Regions from separate parts of the Mus musculus genome. Here region 1 is linked to region 2. A link is a contact called in public HiChIP or PLAC-seq data. All regions are on one chromosome and are shown on one strand. Each heading gives the region's core, a stretch centred on a gene start, on an enhancer-like site or on the middle of the called end of the contact. The rest is flanking DNA. Distances are from core to core; before and after follow the strand shown.

The links. HiChIP or PLAC-seq counts read pairs in DNA pulled down with a chosen protein or histone mark.
Region 1: a contact with region 2 is called in an H3K4me3 HiChIP or PLAC-seq map of neural tube, with 2.5 times the contacts expected there. The contact joins the promoter of Gnl2 here to the enhancer-like site in region 2. A contact is called at or near these places in 1 of 39 promoter capture datasets (neural stem cells), 36 of 484 Hi-C or Micro-C datasets (the 63-12 cell line, CD4 T cells, the CH12 cell line and 21 more), 22 of 115 datasets of contacts at active chromatin or transcription factors (the 230-238 cell line, the HPC-7 cell line, VIP interneurons and 14 more) and 4 of 9 other capture datasets (adipose tissue, liver, macrophages and 1 more).

What each region holds. Positions count from the first base shown.
Region 1 is chr4:125,025,525-125,031,268 of GRCm38.p6, reverse strand. It overlaps Gnl2 (guanine nucleotide binding protein-like 2 (nucleolar)), which reads right to left and starts at 1,255. Exons shown (of 16, transcript NM_145552.2): 1 at 1,075-1,255. The coding sequence starts at 1,138.
Region 2 is chr4:124,961,493-124,966,893 of GRCm38.p6, reverse strand. Gm12930 (a long non-coding RNA gene) reads left to right here. Exons shown (of 3, transcript XR_003955275.1): 2 at 4,601-4,714. Among named protein-coding and RNA genes, the nearest start is that of Gm32371, 9.6 kb to the left of the region's middle. Within about 2 kb of position 1,578, at least 23 of the 459 cell types and tissues checked have an H3K27ac peak or open chromatin away from gene starts, as enhancers often do. A contact at or near this core is called in epiblast stem cells and neural tube, where this site is marked.

The DNA.
Region 1 (5,744 bases), core at 6-2,505, 65 kb before region 2:
ATCCCAAGTGAATCTTCCAAATGCATGGTATTATGTGACTTAATACAGTTATAAAAGATCACAAAGTAACGCAGCAACTTTCCTGCATGTTCTCCTTTAGTACTGCTACATACACAGTACTAAACATTATACGGATATATGTGGGTAGATGCCTTGAAGGCCAGAGGTATCAGATTCCCCTTGGAGTTGAACTTCCAGGTAGGTGAGAGCTGATTGAACTGGAATTGAACTCTGGTCCTCCTGCAACAGCAGTACGAGTGAGCTCTTATTCTCCCCATGTTCTCTCCAGTCTCTGAGTGTTTTCATCATTTTTTTAAAAAAATCTAATCAAAACCCTAATTATGCAAATTACAAGGAGATACAGAAGTCAGCTATCCTTGCAGCCTTACGGAGACAAGAGTATACCTAATTTTTCCCCCCACCAGTTTGAGACAGTCTCACTATGCAGACCAGGCTGGCCTCGAATTCACAAGAGATCTGTCTGTCCTGCCTTCCCAGTATTGGGAACTACAGGGATGCGTCACCAAGCCCCTCTATGACTAACCCATATTTAAACACAGTTTTAGTAGCTAAATCAAAGTGGGAGGGACTCCTCGAAAGCCTGTTTTGTTTGCCCTGTAGATGGGAATTTCTCGTATCTCAAAACCACCTCTATTGAAATCACTATATTTACCTGAAGTGTTGCTTATGCATGGTCTGATTCCACGGTCAAAGCTAAGGTGGCACGAATGCTATGGTTAAGGGTAAAATGCCACCTGGGCCAACCTACTCCACTCTGTGTCTTCAGTCTGTACCCTGTAGTCCAGATAGCCACTAACTCGTGATCCCCTCTGCCTCAGCTTCCTAAGTGCTGGGATGACAGGCATGTGCCAGGACTCCAGGACCCTAGCCCACTTTTAACTTGCCTTTCTCTACACCTCCTCCTGAGAGGCCTCGGGGCTGCCAGAGGCTGGCGTGACTCATCCCCCAACTTTAGAGCAGGTGCCTAGACCTCGGGTCCGCCGCCCAGGCCGGAACGGGCCTTCCTCCGTCCCCGACGGCTCCTGCGGCCTGGTCCCGCCCGGTCCGCCGTACCTGGGTTGGTGCTGGCCGCCGAGCGGTTGATGGTGCTCCGTCCTTTGTACTTGGGCTTCACCATCCTGACGACAGTACCGACACCGCTCTGCTACTCGCGAGGTAAACCACTTCACGACTTCCCAGCCGGGAAAGCGTCCTGTGTGAAGCACGTTGGACCCTGAACACGCGCGACGTCACTTCCGCTCGCGCTACGCGACTTCCTGAGAGCGCGCGGCGCTTGCCTAAGGCTGACCCGGCTCCGCCTCTGTCCTGCTCCCGCCTCCCCCGGGTCTAGCAACCGTCAAGCGTCCCTTCCATAGCAACGTCCAGGGCACCGGGCAGTCCTGGGTTTAGTGAGAAAAAGAGAGAAAGAGAAAAAGAGAGAAGCCTGTTCTCGGCCCAGTGCATGAGCTGATGGGAATTTGCCCTCTGAACCTTTCTAAAAGTGTTCCAGCAAGAGCGGGCAAATATCAGAACAGGTCATACCTGCCTTTAAATTTTAGGCTGGAGTAGAGCAGTTTTTAGTAACAACAGACTTTGGATTCAAGCCTCAGCTTGAAAGAAAGAGAGAGAGACAGAGAGACAGAGAGAGAGACAGAGAGAGAGAGAGAGAGAGAGAGAGAGAGACAGAGAGAGAGAGAGAGAGAGATTTTAAATTCTCCAATGGTTTATTATCGCAAAGAGAGACAGATTCAAACTCCTTCCAATCCCTACAAAACTTGTGATCTGGCTCCGTTCCTCTGACCTCATTTCTCCCTCTTCTGACATTTACACTGAATGTTGCTCTGTTTGATCACACATTCCCTGAATCGGCATCGCTGGTTCCTTCTGGTCAGTTCCTGCTCAAATATCCTCTATCCATAGGATTGCAAACACTAGCAAATTCATCAGCATGGTGACACACACCTATAATACCAATGCTCAAAAGGCAGAGGAAGGAGTTCCAGACTTGTCCACATTATATAGCATGACTTGTCTCCAAGAAGGTGGAGGAGTAGGAGTAGGAGCAGGAGGAGGGGGAGGAGGAGGAGGAGGGGGAAGCAGGAGGGGGGGAGGAGAACATCAAGAAAAAAAATACAAGACAGTGAAATTTGAATTTCAGGTTAAAAATAAATAAACACACTTTCTAGCTTATATTCCAATCATCGTTTAGGATAACTTAAAGGATCTAAGGAAACATGATATACTTGAGAGGCTAAGGCAGGAGGATTGTCACAAGTTCAAATCCAGCTTGAGCTACATAGAGAGACCCTACACCAAAAGATTTTTTTCACTGTTCACTTGTTTTTAAATGGAACTACATTCTCTTGATCTATCTGGCAGCAGCTCCTTTGGCAGAAGTATTTGCTGAGTTACTGATTTAAGTCAGCCACTCTCTTCCTGTTATTCCATCCCACCTCACTTCACGGCACATGCCACTACCCGAAATGACTCTGTTCACAAGAGCATTGGCTGCTTTCTTGGGTCTAGGCCATAAGCTTAGGAAAATGGAAATCAGGTACGTTATTCACCTCCGTGTCCCCAGAACGTAACAAAGCTGAGTGTGTTGGCATGAGCCTCTAACCTCAGCATTTGAGGTTAGACTATCTGCCGTGAGTTCAAGGCTAGTCTAGCCTGGGCTATATAGGAAGATACAAGCCAAACTGTAGAAAAAGACATTATCTTTTTGTTTGTTTGTTTGCTTGTGTTTTGAGATAGGGTTCCTTTTTGTAGCCCTAGCTGCCCTGGAACTCACTCTGTAGTCCATGCTGGCCTCCAGAGTGCTGGGATTAAAGTGTGTGCCACTTCCAGTGTGGCGGTGTGCCACCACAGCCCTCTGAGACATTATCTTGAGAGAGAGAGAGAGAGAGAGAGAGACTGTCACAAAGGTGCAGTTAAGTATGTAAAGGTCCCCTGGGCTTAAAAATTAAAAACACTTTGAACAGGCATCTGACATAAAATAAGGCCTTACTAAATCTTTCTTGGATGAATAAGGACAGAGGTGGGGGGGGGGTACCTCTTGTCTAAAGGGCCCCATGAGACCCAGGGAATTCTGTTTCCCAGATTTCAACCAAGTGCCTTTTCTGTTGGGACTTGAGTTGACAGGAGTGCCTATCTGTGTGCCTTCGAGAAGGACCAGAAAAATGCTGATTGAGTAAGATCCATGAGAAGTGTGGGGCCATTGGATCTGAGTTCATTTTGTAAGAAGAAAACCTGTGGTGAAGCGCTCCAGTTGAAAGAGGTACAGTTGAGCGCTTCTCTGAGTCTAAAACAAACAAACCCCGAAATATTCTTTCTAGAGCAAAAGCAGACTGTGTCCAGAGGAGAGATGGGAGTCTCTTTCCCTTCTTAAACTTTGCTTTTCTTGCCTCAAGGGCAAGTGTCAGGAGACTCAACTCTCCTAGGAAGGCCCTACCCCTCATATGTGCCTAAGGGGACTCAAAGAACCAATCAAAAGTGCACATTCAGTGAGGGGCTAAAGATCCTCCTTGCAATCCTCCATCCCTTTGATCCCCAGATGAGGGTACAAGAGCCTCCTCCCAGAAAGAAGATTAGATTAATGTGTTTCTGATGCTTCAACTTGGTGCAAACCAGAATAAACACGAATGGCAAAAATCAGCTCATGAGCTCATGCAGGCTTTGATCAGAGACATAATTTCATTATGAAATTTTGAATCAGGCTGTTATGAAGTCTTGCCAAAGAGTTTTATTTTCCCAGATGATATGGTGGGTTGTTTCTCTTCTACTCACCTACCCTGCTTATGTTCACTGTACAAATTTCCCATCTACTTTTACAGCCTGACCTATCAACCCTTCAAACAGCATTTGCTGAGCCTGACAACCATCCTCCGTCCTACCAGCAGATGAAGTGCCTGACAGAGGCCAGTTACACTCACGTTACCCTTGCGCTTCGACTAATCTACTTCCCACAGTTATAATACAGTGACTATATTTCACTCATTTTTTTTTCTCCTTAATGCCAGGCAACTAGAGGAGGCAAGACACCCGCAGGAACACAGTTCTCCATACATTCTGCCATACTCATAGACCACATACAACAGAGAAGGATTTAACGACCTGAAAGCTTGCAGGGTGGTTCCTCAAGTTTATGGTACATGAACACATTGCAGACTCAGTCCATAGCGTGCAGAAGCAATGCTTGCTCTCTCTCTCTCTCTCTCTCTCTCTCTCTCTCTCTCTCTCTCTCCAGACCCGGATTAGCACCTCATCCTCTGAAATCCTCTGGCTTGTAGCCACGGGTCTCGATGGATGGGGAGAATCCCTCAGAGACCATGCCTCTTTTCTGGAACAAGCCTTGGCTGTATGCTGCTGTTCTCACAGGCAGCAGAGAAGCCTGGCCTCACTTTTATCTTGTCGTTGATGTCCGGTGGGTAAAAGCAGATGCTTCTAAGGAAGACATTTTTCAGAGTGGTCTGAGGACCACTGGCATCAAAATCACTGGGCGGGGGGGTGTTAAAAATGCAGCCTCTTGAACCTCTCCCCAGCTCCCACTTGATTAAAGATAGGGGCTCAAATGTAAAAAATAACCTACCTTTTTTGTTTGTTTGTTTTTTCCAGATAGGGTTTTTCTGTGTAGCCTTGGCTGTAGACCAGGCTGGCCTTGAACTCAGAAATCCACCTGCATCTGCCTCCTGAGTGCTGGGATTAAAGGTGTGTGCCACCATGCCCGGCTAATAACCTACCTTTTAATGATCTATTTTCCCCTCCAGCACTAGGGTCAAACTGGGGCCGTCAGCATGCTAGGCAAGTGTCTACCACTGAGCTACACAGCCATGTCCCACTACCCCGAATGATACTAGGGATTGCACATAGCATAGGGCCTTATCCATGCTTGTTAAACACTCGACTACTAAAGCAATATTCCTAGCTACCCTAGTGACTCTTGTATATTGGGATGTTTTCCTCTTTTTGTTGTTATTGTTTTGTTGATACTGGATCTCATATAGCCTAGGCATGGAGCTAAGGATGACCTGAACTACTACTGCTAATTCTTCTTCTTCTTCTTCTTCTTCTTCTTCTTCTTCTTCTTCTTCTTCTTCTTCTTCTTCTTCTTCTTCTTCTTCTTCTTCTTCTTCTTCATCTTCTTCTTCTTCTTCTTCTTCTTTTCTTCCTCTTTTCTTCTTCTTCTTCTTCTTCTTCTTCTTCTTCTTCTTCTTCTTCTTCTTCTTCTCCTTCTCCTTCTTCTCCTTCTCCTCCTCCTCCTCCTCCTCCTCCTCCTTCTTCTTCTTCTTCCTTTCTTCTTCAGATTTATTTATTTTATATATGTGAATACACTGTTGCTCTCTTCAGGCACACCAGAAGAGGGCATTGGATCCCATTACAGATGGTTGTGAGACACCATGTGGTTGCTGGGAATTGAATTCAGGACCTTTGGAAGAGCAGTCAGTGCTCTTAACCGCTGAGCCATCTCTCCAGTCTGACCCAGAGTTTCTGGTTCTCATGCCTCTACTGTGCCCACCCCCGATGCTTTGGGATTAGAGGCATACTATGTACCATGCCTGGTTTATGCCATGCTGGGGATGAAAACCAGGACTTGGGACTGCCAGTCAAGCACTCTGTTGACAGACTCACATCTGCAACCCCTAACAGAAGTTTTAGCTCTGAAAAGCAAACCCTCCCCTGAAAGTTACCTTGTGGCTCCCTGATAACCTGACCAGAAGCCAGCCCAGCAAGACCGGGTTTCCTCT
Region 2 (5,401 bases), core at 329-2,828:
TCTTTTTAGATTTCTTGTGAAATCTAAAGATAGGTTGATGGAGACATAGCAAGTTCTGGGCCAATCGGGGCTTCCTAGTAAGACCCTGTCTCAAAATAAATAAGTTTGAGGCCAGCCTGGTCTACATAGTGAGTTCCAGAACAACCAGAGCCACATAGTAAGACCCTGTTTCAAAAACAAACTGCTAAATTAATGGAATCAGGTGGTCTGGAACTGCACAGCTAAGACCTGGGTACTAGTACTGTGTTAAGATGCGTATTACCCATGGCCTCAGAGCAATGTGGGAGGTAGCAGATTTCTCTTTTGACCTCTCTTCTTCCTCCTCCTCTTCTTCTTCCTCTCCTTCTTCTTCCTCTTCTTCCTCTCGCTCCTCTTCTTCCTCTTCCTCTTTCTCTTCCTCCTCCTTCTCTCCTTCTTCTCTTCCCCCTCTTTCTCTTACTCTCTCTCTCACTCACTCTCTCCCACACCCCTGTTTCTTGAGACAGACACTGTAACCCAAGCAGGGCTGGAACTCAAGGTAATCCTCCTGCCTCTACATCTCAAGTGCTGAGATTACAGGAATAAGCTGCTATCTGCACTTTAAAGATAAGAAACTAGAGAACAGAGATGTCCACAGAAGTGATCTCTCATGGCTTGTTGGCATGATTTTGTTGTTTGTCTTTCCCTATTGGGTTGTCAAGAATTGATCCACAAAAGTGAGGTGATGACCAAGGAAGAGGAGAGCTGGGCCCTGGAAATAGTCATTCCATGAGACATACATCCTGATACCTTGTCACAGGCATCCCCAGGGACTCCAAGTTCTCTTGCACATCACATTCCCTGCCTGTGTCTGCCTGACTCTCGTGTATCTAACATGGAGGTGGTTTGCCTCCATAAACAAAGCCAAGTCTTTAGCACCCAGCAGTGTTAGTCCAATGTTAGCAACAAGAGTGCTTCACAGTGGTACTACAAAAGAAGGTGCAGTGATTCTATGCTGTAGGTAGCTGTTACTACTTCGATGATGCAGCCATACTCCTTACCAGGTACTGCGTTCAAGGCAGCCACAGGATTTAAAGCCCCACATACTCCGAGGCATACCCTCTGTTTCTTCCATGTCTCCATATCTGCCTCCTCTGCCCCCTTCTTCCCAGCTCCTTCTGTCTTTCTTTGTATCCTTGCCTGCCTCTCTCTCCTTTGGTCTCTCTCCCTGTGTCTCTGTCTCTCTCATTTATTTTTAATAACCACAATAATGAGAAAAGCTCCTTCCAGACCCTCCTGGGGAGGGAGACAAAAGGAGGGGAGCTCAGGGACAAGGGGGAGGGATAACCTCCCCTCTAGCTCCTGAGAAATTTAATAAAGGGCCTGAGAAAGTCCTGGGCTACAAGGCAGGCCAGTACCCTGGGAAAGGGGGCGGCTCCCTCCCCCACCACAGACAGGGCTCTGTGTGGGCCTAAGGTCAGGGGAGGGAATGTCTCGGTGTTGGGCCCCCCTTCTCCAGCTCCCAGCCTTTATCTCTCCCCTCCCTGCTGGTGGGAGCAGTTCTCCTGGCTAATCCGCCCCTGAATATGGGCCCTGCAGACTCCTCCCCTTACCCAGACCTGAGGCTTTCCCAGGAGATCCGAGAGAATCAATCACAGGACGGCAGCCTCTGGACTCACAAGAGGTCAGGCAGCACTGCCCCCTGCCTAGCTATATCCAAGCCAGTCTTCCAGGAGGCCATCCGCGGAGGAGGCTAGGCCTCCGACCACCCCCATCCTGACCCTCAAAGCACCTGTTGCTGAGGTGTTCTGTTGGTCCCTGTCAGAGAGAACCCCAGAGCATACACAGAGTCTTAGCATTGTTCACACTGGCCCTTGAGATAAAGGCATTGGCAAGATGGAGGGCAGGTTCCACTGCATCTCTCTCTCTCTCCCTCCCTCTCTCTCTCTCTCCCTCCCTCCCTCCCTCCCTCCCTCCCTCCCTCCCTCCCTCCCTCCCTCCCTCTCTCCTTCTCTCATGTTTGATTGATTGATTGATTGATTGAGACAGTGTCTTTCTTTGTAGCCCTGGCTGACCTGGAACTTGCTCTATAGACCAGGCCTCAAACTCTGCCTGCCTCTGCCTCCTGAGTCTGGGATTAATGGGATTAAGGGCATGCACCAGCACAAACTGGCTGTGCAGCATCTCTTGAGAGTCTCCAGTCTCAGTCCCCAAAGGTGGCTCACTCAGAGAGCGAGAGGCAAGTCAGAGCAGAAGACTATCCTGGGTCAACGCCCTTGTATGACTTTTGGGAGAACCAAGAAGAGGGGAGCCAGTCGCTAGTAATAGGTGAGAGATGAGGGCTTTTCCGGGGCCACGGCAAGGAGGTCCAGCTGCTCGTCAACTGATATGAACCTGAAGCAGAAGCATCAGGCTGGGAAAGATGCTTCCAACTCCTCACACCAAACCTGAAGCCAAGTCTACCTACTGCCCAGGTAGTTAAGATCATTTCCCAACCCAGGAACGTGCTCTTGGCTCCTGTCTGCCTGGGGAGGCTGTGGGCCCCAAGACTGTTTGGGTACAGTCATCCATTACTCTCAGCTGTCTAGAATCTCTACTCTGCCAGAACCCACGGTTTTCTTACCCAATGAGGAGGAAAAGGAAGGATTGGGGAGCTGTGTCCAGGACAAAGCATGCACAGCCATGCTCTTAGGCCCTTGGTGCTCAGTTCCCGGGATTAAGAGGGGGTAATTGTAACAAGTTATTGTTTGCAGAGTTTACAAAGTGCCACATTCCGTGTCAATCTATTGCCTGCTAAGGCCTTAGAGCAACACTTTTAAAGGTAGGAAACCTAGGGGCTGGAGAGATGGCTCAGCGGTTAAGAGCACTGACTGCTCTTCCAGAGGTCAAGTTCAATTCCCAGCAACCACATGGTGGCTCACAACCATCTGTAATGGGGTCTGATGCCCTCTTCTGGTTTGTCTGAATAGAGCAATGGTGGTGTACTCATATGCATAAAATAAATAAATCAATCTTTAAAAGAAGAAGAAGAAGATAGGAACCCTAGAGGTAGAGAAGTTAGACCACCTGTCTGGGCTTGCACAGCCAGTCTATAGATAGCGGTATTGGATAGAGTAACTCAGGAAGAAGCTCACAGATAAGATAAATGAAGGCAAGTCTTAGGGAGAGGGCAGGAAGAAAAATGGGAGCCAGGGACCAAGGCCTTCACTGATCGCCTGAGATAGGATTTATCTCTCCTTCAGCAGAAATGGGAAAGCAGAGAGTGACCTCGCAGGCAGGCTGATTGACCCTAGCACTGCCCAGCCTCTGCTCAGAGTAACAGAGAGGCCTCCCTACCTGCCCATCCAAGTCACTGCTGCCCACTGGGCAGTTGGAAATGCACCCCCCCCACACACACACACACAACTGGACCAACCCTTTCTTGGGTAGCCTTTGTCTAGTGCTACAGGCAGAAGAAGAAAGAGGGGACCAAACAGTGGGATAGAGAGAGAGAAAAAAAAAAAAACAGCTTCCCAGCTCCCTACTGGATTCTGCTGGATGCCAGGGCCTGCACTGGGTATCAGACTACTCTGTGGCCAGGCAACACATCACCTTGAAGAGCCCCTGGGCTGGCATCTAGAATCTTGTTAGACAGCAGTGACTATGCAGAGAGGAAGGCACTGTTACTAGAGAGGAGGCAGCACTTCCTGCTGTAGAACAGCACAGTAGGGGAGGGCCTAGCTCCATCCTTTTCTACATTTCAGGATAGATGGATACAGAGACCAGCAAAATGAGCCCCCACCCCTCCTCACCCCACTGGCAAAATACTTTGTGCATTTAAGACCCTTTCTTGTTCCCATAGATTATTTTAATCTTCTAAATGATAAAGTCCTTTTGTATTTATTTTTATTATAAAAGCATTTGAGCCTTGGAATGGCAAAGAACTTTAGCTGAGGGCACAGCCAGGCAGGGGCAGCATAAAGAAGCCACGCCCCTTGTACAGCATGTGGAGCCTCCTGGATCCTCTTATAGTTGGCAAATGTTGGGGCCTGAGCTGGTTCTGAGCCCACCTCCCACCAATGGGCAGCCACTCTTACCTTGAGCGCAGCCCAGCCCCGTGGCGGGCAGGGCAGGAGGAAGGTCTTCGGAACACGTGTTTCCACTTGCATTGGAGGGGCGCTCTAATAGCAGAGAAGAAACCTGTGAAGCTGCTAATGGGATAATGGAGAACGTATTTATTTATTTTTCAAAGGCGGCCTGTGAGGATCTGGGGGAGGCGGGAGGTCAGCTTGCTGTTAACAGGGATTAAGAACCACTGAGGAATGAGGGGGGCTTCCGGAGCAGAGGCTGGAGCCTGGCTGGCCTGGTCTGCAACCCCCCCACTTCTGCTCCCCCATGGAGAAAGCAAGGTTGGACTTGATTTGAGTCACCTCAAGTAACTCAAGTAAGGGGTTTTCTCCTGGGAGTATCCCTCCACACCTGCCTCTAGCTCTCTGAACCCCAAAATGTCGGTTCCCTTTAGACAACCTCCCTCCTAGGGCAACGTATGCATCCAAACACACCATTCCTAGGGAGCTTATTCCGTGAGATGTGACTTGTTCCTGAGCAAGGTGTCCTGGGGCTGCCCATTGGAATCTCTGTTACCAAACATATCTGTCTCCAGCTCTCCATCTAGGTGACAGCAATGCTCATGGATCCCCCAGTTTAAGACCACTTGGGAACCCTTGTTGATCAATGGCAAGAAGTCCCTTAGAGGTCATTCCCTTCCAGGCTCTGGGTACGTGTGTGCATGTGTGTGTGTATGTGTTTGCATGTATTTATGTGTACATGTCTGTGCATGTGTGTATATGTGTGCATGTGTGTATGCATATGTGTCTGTGTGTGTGCATGTGTGTACACATGCATGTATGTCTGTGTGTGTGTGCATGTTTGTGTGTGTATGTATGGGTTGCTCAGAGGCATGGGGGGGGCAGAACAGGTGGGACCCCAGATCCATCCCTCCATCCAGAGAAGCTCTGCCATTTTTTGATTTACATATTGACCTTCTCTCCAAAATACAAGGCATAAAATAAGTAATAAATAAATAAATAAATAAATAATGACGATCAATAGTGAGGGCTGGGGATGGAGCTCCGTCAAAGAGTGCGTGCCTAGCAGGAGGCACTGGGGTTGATTCCCCAGCACCACGTAAACAGAACATGATGGCACACGCTTATAATCCCAGTACTCAGGAGGTGGAGGCAGGCATATCTCCCTTCCTCCATGAAGGCGACCTAACTCAGGATTCAGAGGGGACTTTCTCACTGTCTGATGAAGCTAGACTTGGACTTCAGTCTTCTCTCATCTGCCAGAGCAACCAAAGATGCCAGAATGGCTCTCTCAGGGGTCAGGGTGTGAGAAGAAGGGTTGGGCTGGTGTCCTCTCCTCATTCAGGAAGTGTTTTATCTTTCTGGGACCAGTATGA